Linked DNA regions of Mus musculus: region 1 is linked to region 2. The links are chromatin contacts, called in public Hi-C maps. All regions are on one chromosome and are shown on one strand. Each heading gives the region's core, a stretch centred on a gene start, on an enhancer-like site or on the middle of the called end of the contact. The rest is flanking DNA. Distances are from core to core; before and after follow the strand shown.

The links. A called contact is a pair of places that touch in the nucleus more often than the background predicts.
Region 1: a contact with region 2 is called in a Hi-C map of bone marrow-derived macrophages, with 22 read pairs. The contact joins two enhancer-like sites. A contact is called at or near these places in 1 of 15 datasets of contacts at CTCF or cohesin (large pre-B cells), 22 of 484 Hi-C or Micro-C datasets (B cells, ECoMG myeloid progenitors, ECoMG-derived neutrophils and 11 more) and 2 of 115 datasets of contacts at active chromatin or transcription factors (embryonic basal ganglia and embryonic stem cells).

The regions. Positions count from the first base shown.
Region 1 is chr5:136,661,699-136,666,190 of GRCm38.p6, forward strand. The region is part of intron 2 of Gm38722 (a long non-coding RNA gene); the gene reads left to right. Among named protein-coding and RNA genes, the nearest start is that of Myl10, 30 kb to the right of the region's middle. Within about 2 kb of position 3,028, at least 23 of the 459 cell types and tissues checked have an H3K27ac peak or open chromatin away from gene starts, as enhancers often do. A contact at or near this core is called in bone marrow-derived macrophages, where this site is marked.
Region 2 is chr5:136,395,651-136,399,669 of GRCm38.p6, forward strand. All of the region lies in intron 3 of Cux1 (cut-like homeobox 1), which reads right to left. The region is part of intron 2 of Gm16599 (a long non-coding RNA gene); the gene reads left to right. Among named protein-coding and RNA genes, the nearest start is that of Gm16599, 4.8 kb to the left of the region's middle. Within about 2 kb of position 1,256, at least 67 of the 459 cell types and tissues checked have an H3K27ac peak or open chromatin away from gene starts, as enhancers often do. A contact at or near this core is called in bone marrow-derived macrophages, where this site is marked.

The DNA.
Region 1 (4,492 bases), core at 1,778-4,277, 270 kb after region 2:
TTCTCTGTGTAGTCCTGGCTTTTCTGGAACTCACTATGTAGACCAGGCTGGCCTTAAATTCTGCCTGCCTCTGCCTCTGCCTCTGCCTCTGCCTCTGCCTCTGCCTCTGCCTCTGCCTCTGCCTCTGCCTCTGCCTCTGCCTCTGCCTCTGCCTCTGCCTCTGCCTCTGCCTCTGCCTCTGCCTCTGCCTCTGCCTCTGCCTCTGCCTCTGCCTCTGCCTCTGCCTCTGCCTCTGCCTCTGCCTCTGCCTCTGCCTCTGCCTCTGCCTCCTCTGCCTCCTCTGCCTCCTCTGCCTCCTCTGCCTCCTCTGCCTCCTCTGCCTCCTCTGCCTCCTCTGCCTCCTCTGCCTCCTCTGCCTCCTCTGCCTCCTCTGCCTCCTCTGCCTCTGCCTCTGCCTCTGCCTCTGCCTCCTCTGCCTCCTCTGCCTCCTCTGCCTCCTCTGCCTCCTCTGCCTCCTCTGCCTCCTCTGCCTCCTCTGCCTCCTCTGCCTCCTCTGCCTCCTCTGCCTCCTCTGCCTCCTCTGCCTCCTCTGCCTCTGCCTCTGCCTCTGCCTCTGCCTCTGCCTCCTCTGCCTCCTCTGCCTCCTCTGCCTCCTCTGCCTCCTCTGCCTCCTCTGCCTCCTCTGCCTCCTCTGCCTCCTCTGCCTCTGCCTCTGCCAAGTGCTGGGATTAATGGCGTGGGCCACCACACCTGGCCCAAGGGGAGTCTTAAGATATTGTCTTGTCCAGGGACACTTGGCACCAGTCACCCATGTGGCAGATGTCGAGGGGGCTGGGAGCTGGGCCTGGCGCCTTTTCCAGGCTTCTGGAAGGGGAAGCAGAGAAGTCAGCTGTCTTCTGATACATGCTGGGTAACCTGGCACCCGAGGGCCTGGCCTCGGCGCTGGCCGGCTTCGTGGCTGGTCCGGCTGGTTTGTGAGGTGAGGAGGAGGAAGATGCTGACACTCTGGGTGAATGAATAGTGACCGGCACTGAGAAAAGAAAGGAAGCGGGAGAGGGAAGGAATGGGAGAAGGAGGGGCCTGATGCGCATCCCTGGGTGGTCTTCACAGTGGCAACATGCCTCTCTGTTTATGTCTCTACGCCCCCTCCACTCTCTGCTGCTCAGCCAGGCCAGCTCACCTTGTATGAATGAAGCTCCAAGCAGGACCCAGAGCTGCCCAGGGGCAAGAACACAGACTCCCAAGGCCAGTGCAGAGCTCACTCCTGCCTCTGTGCCTTCCTGGGGTTTCCATCTGGATCTGCCCTGTGCCCTAGGACTCTCAGCCTGAGTCCATGGACTGCAGGGACTTGGCATCGGGGAGGCTGCCTGAGCTGACCCAGCCCTGCTGACCCAGCCTGACCCAGCCCTGCTGACCTCTACACACACAGGGACATTCATTACTGCTGTCATTGTCCTGGTGACTGTATTACTGCAGTCTGTCTATTACTCAAGGCTAATATGGCAGGGTGACAGATAGTACCTAGGGGTGAGTCTTACAGAAGTAGATAACATTTGATACAAGTTAAAGGTGCCATCTGGACTATTCTAAGGAGTGTATGTGCATGTGTATACATGTGTTCATATATATATGTATTTTCTTTTCTTCCTTCCTTTCTTCCTTCCTTTCTTCCTTCCTTCCTTCCTTCCTTCCTTTCTTTCTTTCTTTCTTTCTTTCTTTCTTTCTTTCTTTCTTTCTTTCTTTCTTTCTTTTTTTTTTCGGGACAGGGTTTCTCTGTGTAGCCCTGGCTGTCCTGGAACTCACTTTGTAGACCAGGCTGGCCTCGAACTCAGAAATTTGCCTGCCTCTGCCTCCCAAGTGCTGGGATTAAAGGCGTGTGCCACCACACCTGGCCCATATATTTATTTTCTTAATTTTAGTTTTCTTTCCCTCTCCTTCCCCCCCCTTTTTTTTTCACTCAGCCTCACGTTGTGTGTTGCTTCTGCTGTGTGATGTTCTATCAGCCACTTGACCTCTCTGAGCCAGTGAGGTTCATGACATGAGATGAAACCTACTTCTCTTAGGGTATTTTCTAAGTTTTCATCACCTACCCTAAAGGCCTTTCTAATCACACCAGTGTCTGACACCTCACAGGCTTTCCCAAGATCCAGTATCGTGATTCTATCTCTGCCCCAGAGCCCGTCACTGACAACTGGCCAAGCCCACCGTGTGTCTGACTAGGGGACCTTCTGAGTCCACAGTACTTTGTGGCCCAGGACTTCCTACTGTAGAAGGTCCAGCTGGAGTCTTTACTTAGGAGTAAGTCATGAAAGCCTTCCTGGAGGAAGGAATGTTGGATGGATCCTGGACTGACAAGCAGTAAAATTAAAACTGCTCCCTTGGATGGGGCCGGCTCAGTGGTGGACCTGGGCCTCTGACCCTTTCGTTTGGGTATAGTGGAGAGTATGGGTCTTCCCATCTCTCTATGGGCTTTGAAACCATCCCCCCCAAACTGAGAGGGCAAAGATAGATGCTAGGTAGTGCTGTCCCAGGGGAACTGAAAGAGGGAAACTGAGTCACTATTGCTTACTGAACCTTTATCTCACCATAGCTCAGGCTGCCCTTAAAATCCAATTTCTACCCACTTCAGCCTCCCGAGTGCTGCTAGGATTATAGTCAGCTGCCACCATGCCTGGCTCTATCATCGCACTTTTAATTTGATTAACTCACTAAGTTTTGGTGCTGGAGTTAGGATCCAGGGCTTTGCAGGTGCTCTGCTGTTGAGCCAGGCTCCCAGCTCCTTCACTGGGTGTTTGTAGGTGCGGCTCTACCAATGAGCCCCGTCCTGACCCTGCCTCTGTTCCGTTCTAGAAACTAGGGAGGCAGAGTGGATATGAACCACTTGGGTGGGAGCAGCCATAAGCTAACCTTGTCCCCTCTCCCATTTATCTGCCTCAGGCCTTAAATGGAAGCTGAGGCTGGGACACACAGGGATTGAGAACCTGGGGCACTGTGACTTAGATGGAGGCAGGAGGTCAGCCTTGGTCTGGATGAGCTGGCCGTGCGGTCCATTCAGATTTTCGTTAGCGGAGCGCCACCTAGTGGTGTTTGTGGAAACCAGTCTAACTTCCCGTTTCTTGGTTGTTAAAAAGAGAGAACAGCAAAGGAGAGATGGGAGTCTGGATCCCTCACTGGGCTATGACTCCTGACACTTAGAGGCCAAAATAAGGAGAAAGTGGGTGGCGCAGCGGCAAGTGCTAACTAGACTTTGGCCGTAGCCCCGACCTTAGTCTTAGCCTGCTTTTGGCCCGACCTGGGTTTTTGTGTCCATGTGGTAGTTGCTCTGCTCTCAACTTCCTAGTATAGAGTATTCTTTAAGACAAACTATGGGCATCCAGGCATTGGTGCACACTTGTAATCCTAACACCCAGGAGGTAGAGGCAGGAGAATCAGAAATTCAAAGCCATTCTTGACTGCATAATGAATTCAAGGATAGCCTGGGCTATGTGAGACTAGTACAAATGAGATGAGGGGGAGAAACAAAGAGAAGGAGGAGGAGGAAGAGGGAAGAGGAGGAGGAGGAAAACAAGAAGAAATGACTCAGGGAGTGTCAGTGTGTGTGAATTTGGGTATTAGTGTGTTCGCATGTATGTTTGTGTGTCTGTTGTGTGTGAATGTATTTCCCTGCATGGGGGTGACTCTGTAAATAAATGCTAGCTTTCAAGTATGTATCTGTTTGCGTGTAAGTGTGTGAATGAATTGCTGTCTATGTGTGTGTGTGGCTATGTGTATGATTGCGTATGTGTGTGTCTCCATGTGTGTGTGTGTATATCTATGTGTCTGTCTGTCTGTGTGGCTATGTGTGAGTGTGCATCTTTGTGTGGGTATATCTGTATGTGAGTGTGTATATGTGTGGCTGTGTATGTGTGGCTGTGTATATGTATGTGTGTGTCTATATTGTGGCTATGTGTGAGTGTGTCTGTCTGTATATGAGTGTGTGTGTGTATGTGTGGACATGTGTGTCTGTCTGTCTATATGTACGTGTCTGTCTGTCTGTGTGTATCTGTATGTATGACTATGTGTATGTCTGTCTGTCTATATGTGTGTCTGTCTGCATGTGTCTGTATGTGTAGCCATGTGTGTGTTTGTCTGTCTGTATGACTGTGTGTCTCTCTGTGTACTTGTGGATCTTTGTTTATGATGTGCCTGTGGATATAAATGCCCCTCATTCTAGAAGTATGTGACTGCAGCCCCCGTGCTTGTGGGATTTGGGGAACACCTGCTTTTCACACTTGGCACCCCTTCTTGGGCTCACAGGTGCCTACCTGGATCCAAGGAAGGGCTGAAAACTTCTTTGAGGACCCCCTCTTGATGGGAGGACTTGAAGGGCTCCCCTGCTTCGTGATGTCAGTTTGGAAGTGTGAGGTGCTCTGGTGGGGACCATGAAGAGGATGCTGTGCAGCCTCCATTCAGTATGGACTTTACTTTGTTAAGATTTTAAAAAAGATTATACCCTGTCTGGAAAAACCAAAAAAAAAAAAAGATTATATATATTTACTTTCCCAAACTTTAA
Region 2 (4,019 bases), core at 6-2,505:
TGTTCACTGCTCACAGCCAGTGAGCGGCTGCCACTCAGTTTCTAGGCTTTCACATGAGCCTTCTCAGGCATATCCAGGCAAGGCAGTATCTATGCCCAAGCCTACTTCCTCCACTTTCAGTCCAGACTTCCCTCTGGCTGGAAGAGTTCTAGGGAAGAGCAGGGTTGGGAGGAAGTGCCAGAACTTTGGGGCTGGCTGCTTGACCAGAACTGCCAGCAGCTAGAAATGACAAACGTCACCTGCCAGGGCTGAACAAGCAAGTGATCTAACATAGTCAAATGACCTAACACAGAGGAAAAACAAGTGGCATTGACTTTGTTCCCTGTAAGAGCAAGCCAGCAGGTATCTATGAAAGGAATGGTCCTTTTGTCTAGACCCTTTATCATTCAAAAAGGGAGACAGAAAGGAACCTATCCTTATCTGTCACTGTGTACCTCGGCAGTGGCACACAGGAACATGGCAGCTCTTTGGGAGAGGTATGAAGGGAGAGTGTGGAATCAGGTTCCCAGGTTATACCTAATGGCCCCTTGGTATTCACATGAGCCTGAGGTGGACATTCTATCTACTGTTCCCACCCCACAATAGCAAAATGAACAAGAGGAAAGGACAGAGGTACTACTGTGATGGCAGGGCTAGGGTGGATCATGAAAACAACAGGCTCCGGCCACCTGTAAAAACTGTCCAGCTCCACGAGCTTCCTCTTCTGTTTGGGACTCACCTCCTGACAGCCACACCTCCCCCCACCCCCGCCACACCCGGTCACTCCCTGTTCCTGAGAGTACCAAGCAATTTCCACTCAGCCTGGAAGGCGCCTCATTGGAATGTTCTACTGATCTCTGGGGCTGGGCTCAGTTCTACCTATAAATTGAGGCCACTCCCACCAGCATAGGGCATCAGACTGTTGTTACCAGGCTACAGAGCTGACTCGCCTCCTCTGGGCAATCCCAAAAGGACGATTTTTGCTGCAGCTTCTATATTCTTTCTGAGAATGGAAACCCACACTCAATGAGGAAGGTTTTCACCTGCAGGAAAGCTCATGGTCTGGGAGTCTGTCATCACATTACTCTGAAGCTGGTTAATAAGGAAAGGGTTGCCTGCGCATGAGCACCTGTTTTTTGGGACATGGTGTAAAGATAGCCTTGGGCTGTTACAGCCACTGCAAACACTTTCCCACCACACACACACCTAGGCAGCTTTCTACAAGTGAGCCTCCCCATCTCCCTCCAGCAACATGACCACACACTTCCACTGTACATTTCCTCTTTCTGTCTTCTCATTTTGAGTCAAGGCCTCATAGAGCCCAGGCTGGCCTTGAATTTGACATGTAGGCAAGTATGTGCTTGGATTTTTGAGCCTCCTGCCTCCACTGCAGGAATGCTGAGATCATAGGTGTGATCCTCTGTACTCAGTTTAGTAGTTGTGGGTGATGGCTTTGTGCATGCTAGGCAAGAGTTGTACTCATGGAGCCACAGGCCTAGTGTGTTTACACTTGACAGTTGGGATCTCTGTTGAAGACTGTCTGTATTTAATATTGCACTATGCTAGTGCAAAGGGGGAAATGTAACCTTCCCAGAGTAGTCCCTGTGTGATGCTGGCTTAACTTAGGGAGCCGTGACTCTTTTATTCCAAAGTTGACAGTGCAGCTGAAATAAGTCCCAAAACATATATAGAGATAACAAGTTAGTTTCTATATGAACGACCTATAACAGCAGTGTTTCATAGCAGTAGCAGGAACAGCTTTTTCCAGGATCCTGGGCATGGTGGCACCCCTGCTACCCCAGCATCTGGGACTGGCAGGCAGAAGGAACAGGAGTCAAGATCATTCTTGCTGACATGTTGAACTAAAAGTCAGCCTGGGCTACAAAAGAAAAGTCTCTTTTCCTTTTCCCTTTCCCTCCCCACCTCTTTTCCCCCTTCCCCTTTCCTTTCCTTTCCTTTCCTTTTCCTTTTCCTTTCCTTTCTTTTTTCCTTTCCTTTCCTTTCTTTTCCTTTTCCTTTCCTTTCTTTTTTTCCTTTCCTTTCTTTTTTTTTTTCCTTTCCTTTCCTTTCCTTTCCTTTCCTTTCCTTTCCTTTCCTTTCCTTTCCATTTGTTTATTGAATGTGGAGGTCAGAGAATACTATACAGGAGTCAGCTCTCTCCCTCTATTATGTGGGTTCTGAGGATCAAATTCAGGTCATTAGGCTTGCTGGCAAATGCCATTCCTGTCTTTGCCACCTTGCCAGCCCAAGCCATCCCACTTTGGATGAGGAAAGTGTGCTTTAGTAAAAATCTGAAAGAGGATGTAGCCACAAAGAATGAAATGGGCAAGAGCATGGCCACAGCAGAGGTGTGGCATGCCAGAGGAGGAAGCCCTCAGAGAGTCAGACTGATAATTAACATCCTCTCAAGACATTTGCAGGGCCCTTAAGTTACCACCGACTTCCATTTTCAGGAAGGGACTGCAGGCAGCGCTGTTGAGGATGCTGGATTAGTTGCCTGCCATTTTCCTAAAGCTCAAGCAGACTTAGAGGTAAGCTGCAGAGGACAGGTCACAGTACAGCAGCAGGCTAGGTGCAGAGGTGGGAGGGCCCAGCTGCCTGGCTCATTCACTGGCTCATTCGTTCATTCATTCCTTCATTCCCACCATGAAAAAAACAGTGTGAAGAGGTTTACAATCTCCACCCAGCAAGCCAGAGCCTTCTCTTCCTTCCCACCATCTTTTACTTCAGGAAACCATGGAAGGGCTGCAGGGAAGTATTCCCAGAGGACTGGCTGCCTGAGGTAGTGAGACAGTTGGTGGAGTGCTGGTCCTGCATGCATGAATCCCTAGGTTCTATCCCCTGCATCCTATAACCTAGTCATAGTGGCACATGCCTGTAATCTTAGCATGCCCTTAATCCCAGCACTTGGAACGCATAGGCAGGCAAATCTCTTGAGTTCAAGGCCAGCCTGGTCTACAAAACAACTACCAGGATAGCCAGGGCTATACAGAGAAAAACAAAGAAAAAACAAAAAAACCCAACAATTTCTAGGGCTGGAGAGACTATGTTTTCCCGAAAAACCATGAATTATTTAAAGAAAATCTTATGCAAGGCAGGGGAGACCTCCCTACAAATTGTTGGTCAGGGGAGAAGACACTGCCCCCCCCCACACACACACACAACACAGGCTACATTCCGTACTTAGTCGTCCACTATAATTGGATAGTATGACCCTAGTGATGAAGACACAACCTATTTTAGTTGCAAGACATAGAGCTCCCTCCCTGCTGGATCTCTGTTGAAGTGCCAAAAGTGTTATGCAGGATGCTGGAGGAGAAGTTGTCAGTGGACGGAATTACCCAGTCATACTCTCTGCATCTCCAGTACTACTACTGTGCTACTCAGGATGTGCCTACTGGGGTAATTATCACATGGCAGTTCTCTGGTTGGATGTGAGGCTTGCTCCACAGGAAGGAATTCATGCCTAGCACTGCAAACCTGTTCAAAAGCCCATGGCTTGGGAGGTCGCAGACCCTAATGGGGTATCTTCACACTGTGGTCTTGCCAAATGGACAGGTTGCTAAATTGCCTTTTAAATATTTATATTTATACCCATAGATTAGTGCGGCTTTAGACTGGCCAGAAAAGCAGTAGGCAGCAGTCGGTCGGTGCAGAGGCTCATAACTGGTTAAAGTGCAGAGAGGACCGACTGCTGAGTGCCCAGCCCTAAACAAGACCACTGTACAACCCTCCAAGGCCCAGGGACATCTGGGAAGAGGAGCCAGAACGATGTGAGAGCAAGAGGCAGGGGAGAGTACTGTGAAACGCTGTCTTCTAGATGGGATTTATGAACTTAGAACAGTTATGGTGACCTGCACAAGATCAAGCCAGTCACTATTCCAGCATGGGCTCATAAGGCTCCACTCCTAGCTGAAGAGCTATTGGCAATTGATGGCTCCTAGGGGAGAGTCATTTTTCTTTGGGGCCAGGGCTGCTGTAGATTGCCCATGCTCTACAGGATAGCCCCATGTTTACCAAGACTATGGCATTGGCTTAAG